Linked DNA regions of Zea mays: region 2 is linked to region 1. Evidence: chromatin contacts called from public Hi-C data. All regions are on one chromosome and are shown on one strand. Each heading gives the region's core, a stretch centred on a gene start, on an enhancer-like site or on the middle of the called end of the contact. The rest is flanking DNA. Distances are from core to core; before and after follow the strand shown.

Evidence for each region. A called contact is a pair of places that touch in the nucleus more often than the background predicts.
Region 2: a Hi-C map of ear shows a contact between it and region 1, with 2.1 times the contacts expected there. The contact joins the promoter of LOC100284319 here to the promoter of LOC118476033 in region 1. A contact is called at or near these places in 3 of 25 Hi-C or Micro-C datasets (ear, endosperm and tassel).

The regions. Positions count from the first base shown.
Region 1 is chr1:100,601,885-100,606,338 of Zm-B73-REFERENCE-NAM-5.0, reverse strand. LOC118476033 (mitochondrial carnitine/acylcarnitine carrier-like protein) reads right to left here and starts at 1,812. Exons shown (of 3, transcript XM_035964058.1): 1 at 1,514-1,812; 2 at 403-801. The coding sequence starts at 794.
Region 2 is chr1:100,987,806-100,992,259 of Zm-B73-REFERENCE-NAM-5.0, reverse strand. LOC100284319 reads left to right here and starts at 2,201. Exons shown (of 1, transcript NM_001157214.2): 1 at 2,201-3,683. The coding sequence starts at 2,347. The coding sequence ends at 2,985.

The DNA of each region.
Region 1 (4,454 bases), core at 563-3,062:
ATCTGAGTATCGTGGGATTACGTGCGGAGGAAGATGAAGTGGTTCAAATGTTTCAGGATCTAGAAAGCGATGAATTCCTACTATCGCGACGACTCAACCGATTTTGTATTCATGTTGATTTTAGACGTTTTTACCAAAATGATTCTTATAGAAGCGGGCTGAAAAGCTGTGGTGTTTGGCAGTCCGCAGCAGCTTTTGGTGGCCAGAAGCTGAAAAAATCCCAAACAAACGGGGCCAATATCTGATTATGCAAGTAAGACAATTCAGTATCTGACATGCATGATGACTAACATCTCTTCACCACATGGGTTCCAAGTTAGCATGTAAAAGGCCACCTAATTAATATCCAAAATTCAAGTGGAAAAAATGTAATGATGAAAAATTGGCCCGACTCTCACTGACCTGCACTTGATCAGTTCTGTTGGACAAGCCAAGAAGGAGACTGCGATTCCAGCACCGGCGCCCGCAACAACCTGCTGCTTCACTGTCAGCGGCACACCAGGCTCTGACCTGAGAAACGCCTCCATCTGCCCCCTGACACTGAACAAGACAGCGTTGAAGGCCGCTACGGTGGCCAGAGGTGCCCCCATCCCCTTGTATAGGCCCCTCGGACCTTCAGCCGCGACCGTCTGCTTCACAGCATCGATGGCGCCGGCGTACTTGGGGAGCTGTCCGGGAGCAGGGGTGGGCTGGCTCTGGAGCTTGACCTTGATGGTGTCGAACGGGTGCCCGACGATGAGGTTGGCAGCCCCTCCCACGGTCCCAGCCGTCAAGTCCTTCGCAACGTCCCCCATCTGTTAACTGCAACGAAATACAGTTCGATTTGCAATGAACTATGAGAAAACTACAAGCGACTTACTTTTCTCGATGCAAGTAAAGGTTCACAGCAAATTTTGTATCAAACACCGGGTTGTCTGGTCTGGATGAAAATTTAGAATGAGCCAGAAAAGCAAAGTACCAACAACCAATTTGACGGGGAAGGGGGACAGGGAAGAGGGGGGGGGGGGGGGGGGGGGGGGGGGGTGGGGGGGGGGGGGGGGGGGGGGGCCTGCTTCCGCCAATGGTACTACTGGTTATTTTGCAATAAGACAGGTAAGCTGCGCAAAGCTATCAGAAATGCACAGTATGGCAGTCGTCAATGGACATGTCAAAGAGAACCACACCGTGGTTTGCAACATACAGAACCCTTGACGGAGAAGGTGAAGAAGCGCTGTGAACCATCAGAATCCCCATGATCCAATCGCGCACATGACATGGTGCCATCAGGGCTGAAGACACCACCCGCTGTCTCTAGAGGGAAGGCAAAGCCACGGAGTCGAAAACCTCACCAAAGAGGCACAGACGCCAGCCATATTAGAGGCACACGGCGCCGTGAAATGAATCGCAGGCCAGATATGACGCACGAGCGCGCGCAGAGCGGGGAACGGTACGAGAGGGAGACCTAACAAAGCAACCCGATGACGATGAGCAATGCAGCGAGACGAGGAGGGCAGCCGCGGAGGGGGCGGCTCACCTTGGGGTTGGGGCTGGGGTCCGGGTGGAGGTGGTCTTGGAGGCGGGCGCCGCCGCCGCCGCTGCCTGGGACTCTGGCTCGATTCGAATCGGGTCGCGAGTGGTCGGTGCTGATTGATCGATCTGTCGACTGCAAAGGCCCGAACCGTTCGAGAGGGGAGTTGGTCGCTCGCGGGCGTGGGGTGGCTGGGTGGGTGGGTGGAGTGCCGGAGCGGAACTGGACAACTGGTTGGTTCACGGTCACGGGGGCTGTTCCGCGGGCGGCGGGTTGCCGGGTGGGTGGGCGAGCCGGAGTATATAGGGTAGGCTGCCATGGTCAGCTACTGACCTACTGCTACGACAGTCTAGAGGCACTTCACCTTCAACTACCAGCGATGCAACCAATCCAACACGTTTCGTAAACGTTTGGAATGGCACGGACCTCTGATCCGGGGGTTGGTGGGTGGATCGGTGGATGGATGCGGACAGGAACATGGCCTACGTTCATATCCTCTGTGCCCTCATGTCTCAGCTCACGAAACTCGAACCTATATATTATATTTTATTTCTAAGCACTAGATACATCTAAGAAACATCTTCATACGATCAATGTATTTAAGTACATATAACTAAGAAACCTCTTCGTACGACTTAATATATCTAAATCTTATATCTTATTCACTAGAATCTCTCAAGATACCACTCATTTATATGATTTGTATGTGTAGAATCATATCAAACTTAGAGAAACGTGTTAGAGACAGTTCCTTCACTAAGATGTCGTCTCTTAGGTTTTTTTGCACTTACTCCCTTGACATCACTTAAGATACGGGGTATTTACTTACGTTGGTTGTACATGCCCTCAAACAAACTCTTGCTTCTTGTATTGTGACGGAGCTAGAGATGGCAATGGGTACCCGAAACCCGAAACCCGATGGGTTTTTACCCCATTAGGGTACGGGTTTGGGTCAATTTTCATACCCATGGGTTTGTAAATGGGCATAAATCTGTACCCAGCGGGTTTATGGGTACGGGTTTGTTCCTATAGTACCCAAACCCGTGAACCCGTGGGTTTTTTAAACCCGACCAAACCTAGTGCATATTGTCATTTTATTTTATAAACGAACAACAAACTTGTTATTCCTTATTTACTTCATAATTTTTATCAATTGGTGAATGTATCAGTAGTCGGTGAGAGTGTTGCTTGCTTGATATTATAGTTTTTACTAGCGTTATATATGTGGTGGATGGATAACTTAGTGCAAGGTCACTTAATTATACAACTTATTATTTGTATTTCATTCTCTCTACTAATAATTTTTATACCAAATCATGAACTCGTTGTTCATTACATAGATTTTGGATCATGATATCATTAATCATTACGATACTTATTGATTATGAGAAGAACAAGTATATTGGAGATGAAACCCGCGGGTAACCCATGGGTACCCGTTAACCCGATGGGTACGGGTTTGGGCAAAATCTCAAACCCGTCATGGGTACGGGTTTTTTAATGGGCATAGATATTTTTCACGGGTACGGGTTTGGGACGGCAAAACCCAGCGGGTTTGTACCCGTTGCCATCTCTAGACGGAGCGCTGCCGCACACAACTAGATATGGCAATGGCCCCAATCCCAAATTTCCGTGGGGAATTCCTCCATTAGGAGACAACGATGGAAAAGTTTCTTCCCCATAGGGATGTAACTGCAAAAATTCTTCCCCCGACGGGTAAACGGGGATTGGACAGGGAAGCATCCTCATCCCTGTTCCCCGCGGGGACCCGTTAAACCTACACGTGATAATGTTTTCGTGTACTAGTTAATGATAAAAAATAAATAATTACCTTATTAAGAGATCAATCATTGTACAAATGTGTTTATTTTGATGAACAAATAATGATTTATTACACGTAACAATATGTATACGTGTGTTGACGCCTTTTTGGAGCGCCAAACACTCAACAAGAACCGTGACGGTGCCCTCTGGTCAGGCGCGGACGGACCGCAGCCTTGGGTCGGACGGTCCGCGACCTGGGCGCAGGAGCGGTGTCTTCCCTGCGTCACACCGGACGGTCCGCAGATCTGGGCCGGACGGTCCGCGACCTGGCGACAGGGTCGTCTTCCTCCTCCTTGCTGGAATCTAGATCTCGTCCCCTGGGGGGAAAGATCTTAAGGTGCTCTGGGTCGACAGGTCACCCGGGGCGTCCCCAGACGACGTGGAGTCGCCTAGGAATTAAGAGATCAAATCGAGGAAGAAGTCTTGGATGGACAACTAGATCTTGCCCCCCGGGAGGGGTGAGATCCTAGGGTCGTCTTGGGATCGGCAGGCCACCCAAGACGGATCTAGACGACGTAGAGTCGAATAGGGGTGGATGTGGATATGTGGAAGACTACAACTAGAACTATGCTACATCTACTCCTAGGGCAGGAAAAGTAAATAAGGTAATTGGTTCGATTGGAATGTGTTCGGGGGTTCTCAATCGGCCGTACCCCTTTATATTTATAGGGGAGGAGGTCTGGACCTTTTCCTAAGAGATAGCCAACAAACTCCCACGTGATTAGATGGATAACCACGCACGAGATAAGGATAAACATCCGAGTTAATCTAATCCTGGGACACACGGACCGTCCGGGCCCATGGGCCGGACCGTCCGCTCATTTTGGTGTCCAACATATGCCCCCCTGCCTTTTGGTGGAGCTTGGCGAACCAAAAGCATCAGCGAAAACTTCGGAAACAATTGACCTCATGAGGTTTTGTTCCCGAAGTAAGGACTCAGATCGATGCAAGTCATCGGCTCTTGCGATCAGATAATATAAATACTTGATGGGACTTTAATGCACAGAGGCCGTTTCAGATCGCATCCTCTTCGGCCATGTCTACCTGATCAACCTGTCAATAGGCAAAAACTTGTGGTGCCCCCCAGCCCAAATAAGCAAACGGATTGGGCCAGTAATACGAA
Region 2 (4,454 bases), core at 952-3,451, 390 kb before region 1:
GGGTTTGGGTCGGGTCAAGGTCGAGTTGTGGGTTGTTTGGCATGACTCGTACTTGACCCGTGTCTAGTGTTGGGTCGGTCAGATTGTCCCGTGCTTCTCTATTGGGCATGTCAGGTTGGGTTTTTTTGGCTTTGGGTCGGGTTTTGGGTCAAAAATCATGGCATGTGCTCAACCCATGGATTGTTGCATGTCAAAAACTATAGCCCGTACATGCCAGTTGCAGTGGTTGGGTCAAGTTTTTTCCAGGCGGGTCGGGTCAGGTCACCCATGCTTAGATCTAATCTCATGTGATAAAATTCATTCTCTAATCCAGAATTTTCAGTCAAAGAGCCAAGATTCACAAGCCACAAGGCAAATATCGGTACCTCGCAAGCATGTAGACTTTACAAGTTTGTGATGGATTTGATAATGTTGAATGCATGTAGTGGGACATACAGAACTACTATTGGGGACTTAAGGAAAAAAATGCAAATTCTCAATTATCTGTGGCACAAATGGAGAGAAAGAAATAGACAAATTATGCCTTTTTCTATGATTTTGTTGTGGATTACAATGTAAAGTTACTCTACATATTTTTCTCTGATGCTGCAAGTAGAAATAATTATAGTTATTTGGTGATTTAGTGTCAATCCACGTAACATATAGCATAAACCAATACAATATGATATTTTCACCTTTTACGGATGCGCACTATCATATGCAAATTGTTTTCTTAGCAAATCGACACCGGCGATCTCCATTCCCAGTTCTCCGGCCTTCGACCGGGGTAAGGGGGTGGCTGACGACCACAAAGTCGGTCCCTCGGGTGGCCCAAGGTCCCGGTCCTAGTGCGCACTGCGCTCTTCCCTAACGAGGAGGAGAGCACCGCCATCTTCACCATTGAGAGGAATCCCTTCAAGCTGGGAGGTCCATGCCTCATGTGGCTAGATTGCAACTCCCCGGATGGCGAGCCGGCGTTCGCCCTCGACGACCAGGAGGAGCAGGAGATGTGGCAGGATTTCCAGATCCTCGGCCGGGTAAGGGGAACGAGTATTCTATATGACGACACATTCCTTTGCGTAGGGCGTGTCTTGATGTCGTCGACTTTCCTTTCAATGAGAATGTTGAGTCATATGAGTGGTTGTTTTGTACAACTCTGACCGTGGGCATTAGAGCAGAAAATACGTGTCCTATATTAGATGTCTCGGCATGACTGCATCCAATGCAACTATACTCCTAAAACCGTGTCCAACAGTTCACCTATATAGTCACCTAAAATACTGTTTTGTAATGTAGACTATATTGTTCGTAGAGTGAAGTTTAATATGTGTATGAGGAGGGTCGTGCCTACCTGGCACCCCGTGGCACGACACGATTTTAGTCCGTCCTGAGCACGACACGACTCGTTATTCGTGCCATGCTTAGGCCATTGGTGTGTCACGACATGCTGGTCCGAGCACGACTCGATTTATTTTTTTATTTTGCATTGCATATTTGTGTATATTAGAAACAACTATAATCATTTAGGCCCTGTTTGGGAACAAAGTTTTTGAAAACCACAGTTTTTGAAATACTATACTATACTTTAGTTATGACAATACTGTAGTTTATAATACCGCAGTTTTGAAAACTGAGGTCTAGAGCTAAGTTTAGAATGCCTTAAAACAACTATAGTATTTGCAATACTTCAGTTTTGAAAACAGAGATTTTACCCAGCTTGCCAAACACCATTATGTATATAATACTGCAGTATTTGAGAATACTGCAGTATTCTTCCAAAACTGCAGAAAAACTTTGTTCCCAAACACCCCCTTAAACACAAATGAACCATGACTCAATTGTCTAGAGTAGTGCAGCTAAGCTTTTGAAGCCGTCCCACCATGGTTTGAACCCCACACAAGCCTCTTTTTGCTCATTTTTCTTCGCACTTTGTTCAAGCACCATGGACTTCGGACAGGCTCGGTACGATGTGGACCAATCTGTACTGTGCTTAGGCCTAAGACGCGATTACCATGGTCTGGCACATAGTGGCACAACCTGTTAGCTAGTCAGACCTAAACGGGTCGAGCCTAAACAAGCCGGGCCAAAGACGGATTCGTGCCGGGTTGGTCCGATCTGTTTGGATTTCAACATGTATAGCTAGAGATATAGGCTAAAAAGGCTCTAAAAGGGAGAGCGTCGAGTGAACGCAAGTGGGCAAAGGTGGCTAGCAAATTAGCAACAGCAAGACAGGGAGCGAGGGATGGTAGAAAGCACAGATACCAATTCCCCATTGCTCGCCGTGTATTAAACATACTCGCACTCCAGCTCCCCATTTCTCTCCTCCCCTCCCCTTCCCTAATCATCTCAGCGAATCCAATCGAGGCGATGGACCAGCAGGGTGCGGGCGGGGACGCGGAGGTGCCGGCGGGGCTGGGTCTGACGGCGGCGGAGTACGAGCAGCTGCGGTCGACGGTGGACGCGCACCACCGCTACGCCGTGGGGGAGGGTCAATGCTCCTCGCTGCTGGCGCAGCGCATCCACGCGCCGCCGGAGGCCGTCTGGGCCGTCGTCCGCCGCTTCGACTGCCCGCAGGTGTACAAGCACTTCATCCGGAGCTGCGCGCTCCGCCCAGACCCCGAAGCCGGCGACGCCCTCTGCCCCGGCCGCCTCCGCGAGGTCAGCGTCATCTCGGGCCTGCCCGCTAGCACCAGCACCGAGCGCCTCGACCTACTCGACGACGCCGCTAGGGTCTTCGGCTTCTCCATCACCGGAGGCGAGCACCGCCTTCGGAACTACCGCTCCGTCACCACCGTCTCCGAGCTCGCAGACCCCGCGATCTGCACCGTCGTGCTCGAGTCCTACGTCGTTGACGTCCCCGACGGCAACACCGAGGACGACACCCGCCTCTTCGCCGACACCGTCATCAGGCTCAACCTCCAGAAGCTCAAGTCCGTCGCCGAGGCCAACGCCGCCGAGGCCGCCGCAACCACCAATTCCGTCCTTCTGCCGCGGCCGGCGGAGTAGCGGCGGCTGCCATCGGCAAGGGAAGAAAGCAACAGCAAGTTTTGTGCGTTTCTGTTATTTCAATTCTCTGGGAAAGGGTTTCTCTGAATTAAATCTGATCATGGATGGATTTGGACTGGACAAGGAGGGGCCGGGTCAGCCTAAATTAGGTGTGATTGCAAGGGCGCGACCTGTAATAATCTCTCTTTCATCTCCTAGATTCCTTCTTTTCATCTTTACTTCTTCCAGAATTTGGTTAATTCCTGCTTTATGTGATTGGAATCATTCCTTAGGAATTGCTGCTTCTCATATGTCTTTGCATTGCATGTTTGATGTGGCTATCTTGAGGCATGTGATCCATGCCTAATTCGATCCTCTTAGATTGCTAGCGCTACTGGATCACTGATCAATTGTCCTTAAGTTCCAGTCATGTCTTAGCAGTTGTTCACCGATGATGACTATGCATGGCTAATGTCGTTGTTGCAGCCGAACTTGTTGACTGATTTGAGAATGCAAGGAACATTGTAGTGGTCCATCCTCTTTTTTTCCAACAAGGTTCTTTGTGTTTTCGTGCAGGTATACACCATATATTTGAGTAAAATATAAATCTCAGGTAGTTCAAGCATAGTAGTAGACATGGCAAACCTCGTCGATTCCTTAAATCGTACTGGTGCAATACTGTCTTGAGATGCTTAAGCCTGGCAGGGTGTTTTTGTCTCTTGCCATATTTTCCTGCTACGTGTACAGCGTTTGGGAACAAGCGTCAGATAAGCTAGGCCGACGCTTGTTTTGTTTTCATGCAATGGATACGGATGTCACCATCTTTCTGTTGCAGCTCCCAAACAGTTTTTATCTGTACACGTTTTATATTCAACATTCGCCTAAAATCACTCTTCTGTTCATGTGATGTGGTGGCCGTCGATGTTGATTTAAGATTGGTGCGCTTTTCTGGTGGTTTGTATTATATTCGGGAGTTAACACTCAACCCAACACATCCCACATTTATCTCTGTTGCATTCGACATCCATCTCTATGGCTGATTTCAATGGTTCCCTCCCCAAATCCCCATATTCGTATTGAATTCATATTTAAATATCTCCTCCTTAAGTATAGTTCCTCTATTTCTTCTCTCCTACTATTCTTCCTATAGTCATTTGATATTTTTATATCAATTTTTAAAGTTTGAAAGAAAATATATAATATTTGTAGTACTTAATACACATTATTATCAGATGATAAAGCATAAAAAGGTTAGTTGCAGACAAAATTCGTGATTAACAAAATGGGAGGAGATTACGTGTGAGGGGGGAGCAATCCCTCCCTTCGAGTAGCGTGACATAGAGGGTATAAATGGTCAAATGGGTCGTGCCTAACGGGCTGGCTCAAAGCATGATCCATTTAATAGTGCCGGACCGATCCAGCACGGAAGCCATGTCGTGTTTGGGCCGCTGCCTCGGCCCACAGTTCTGGTCTGACCCGACACGATTATA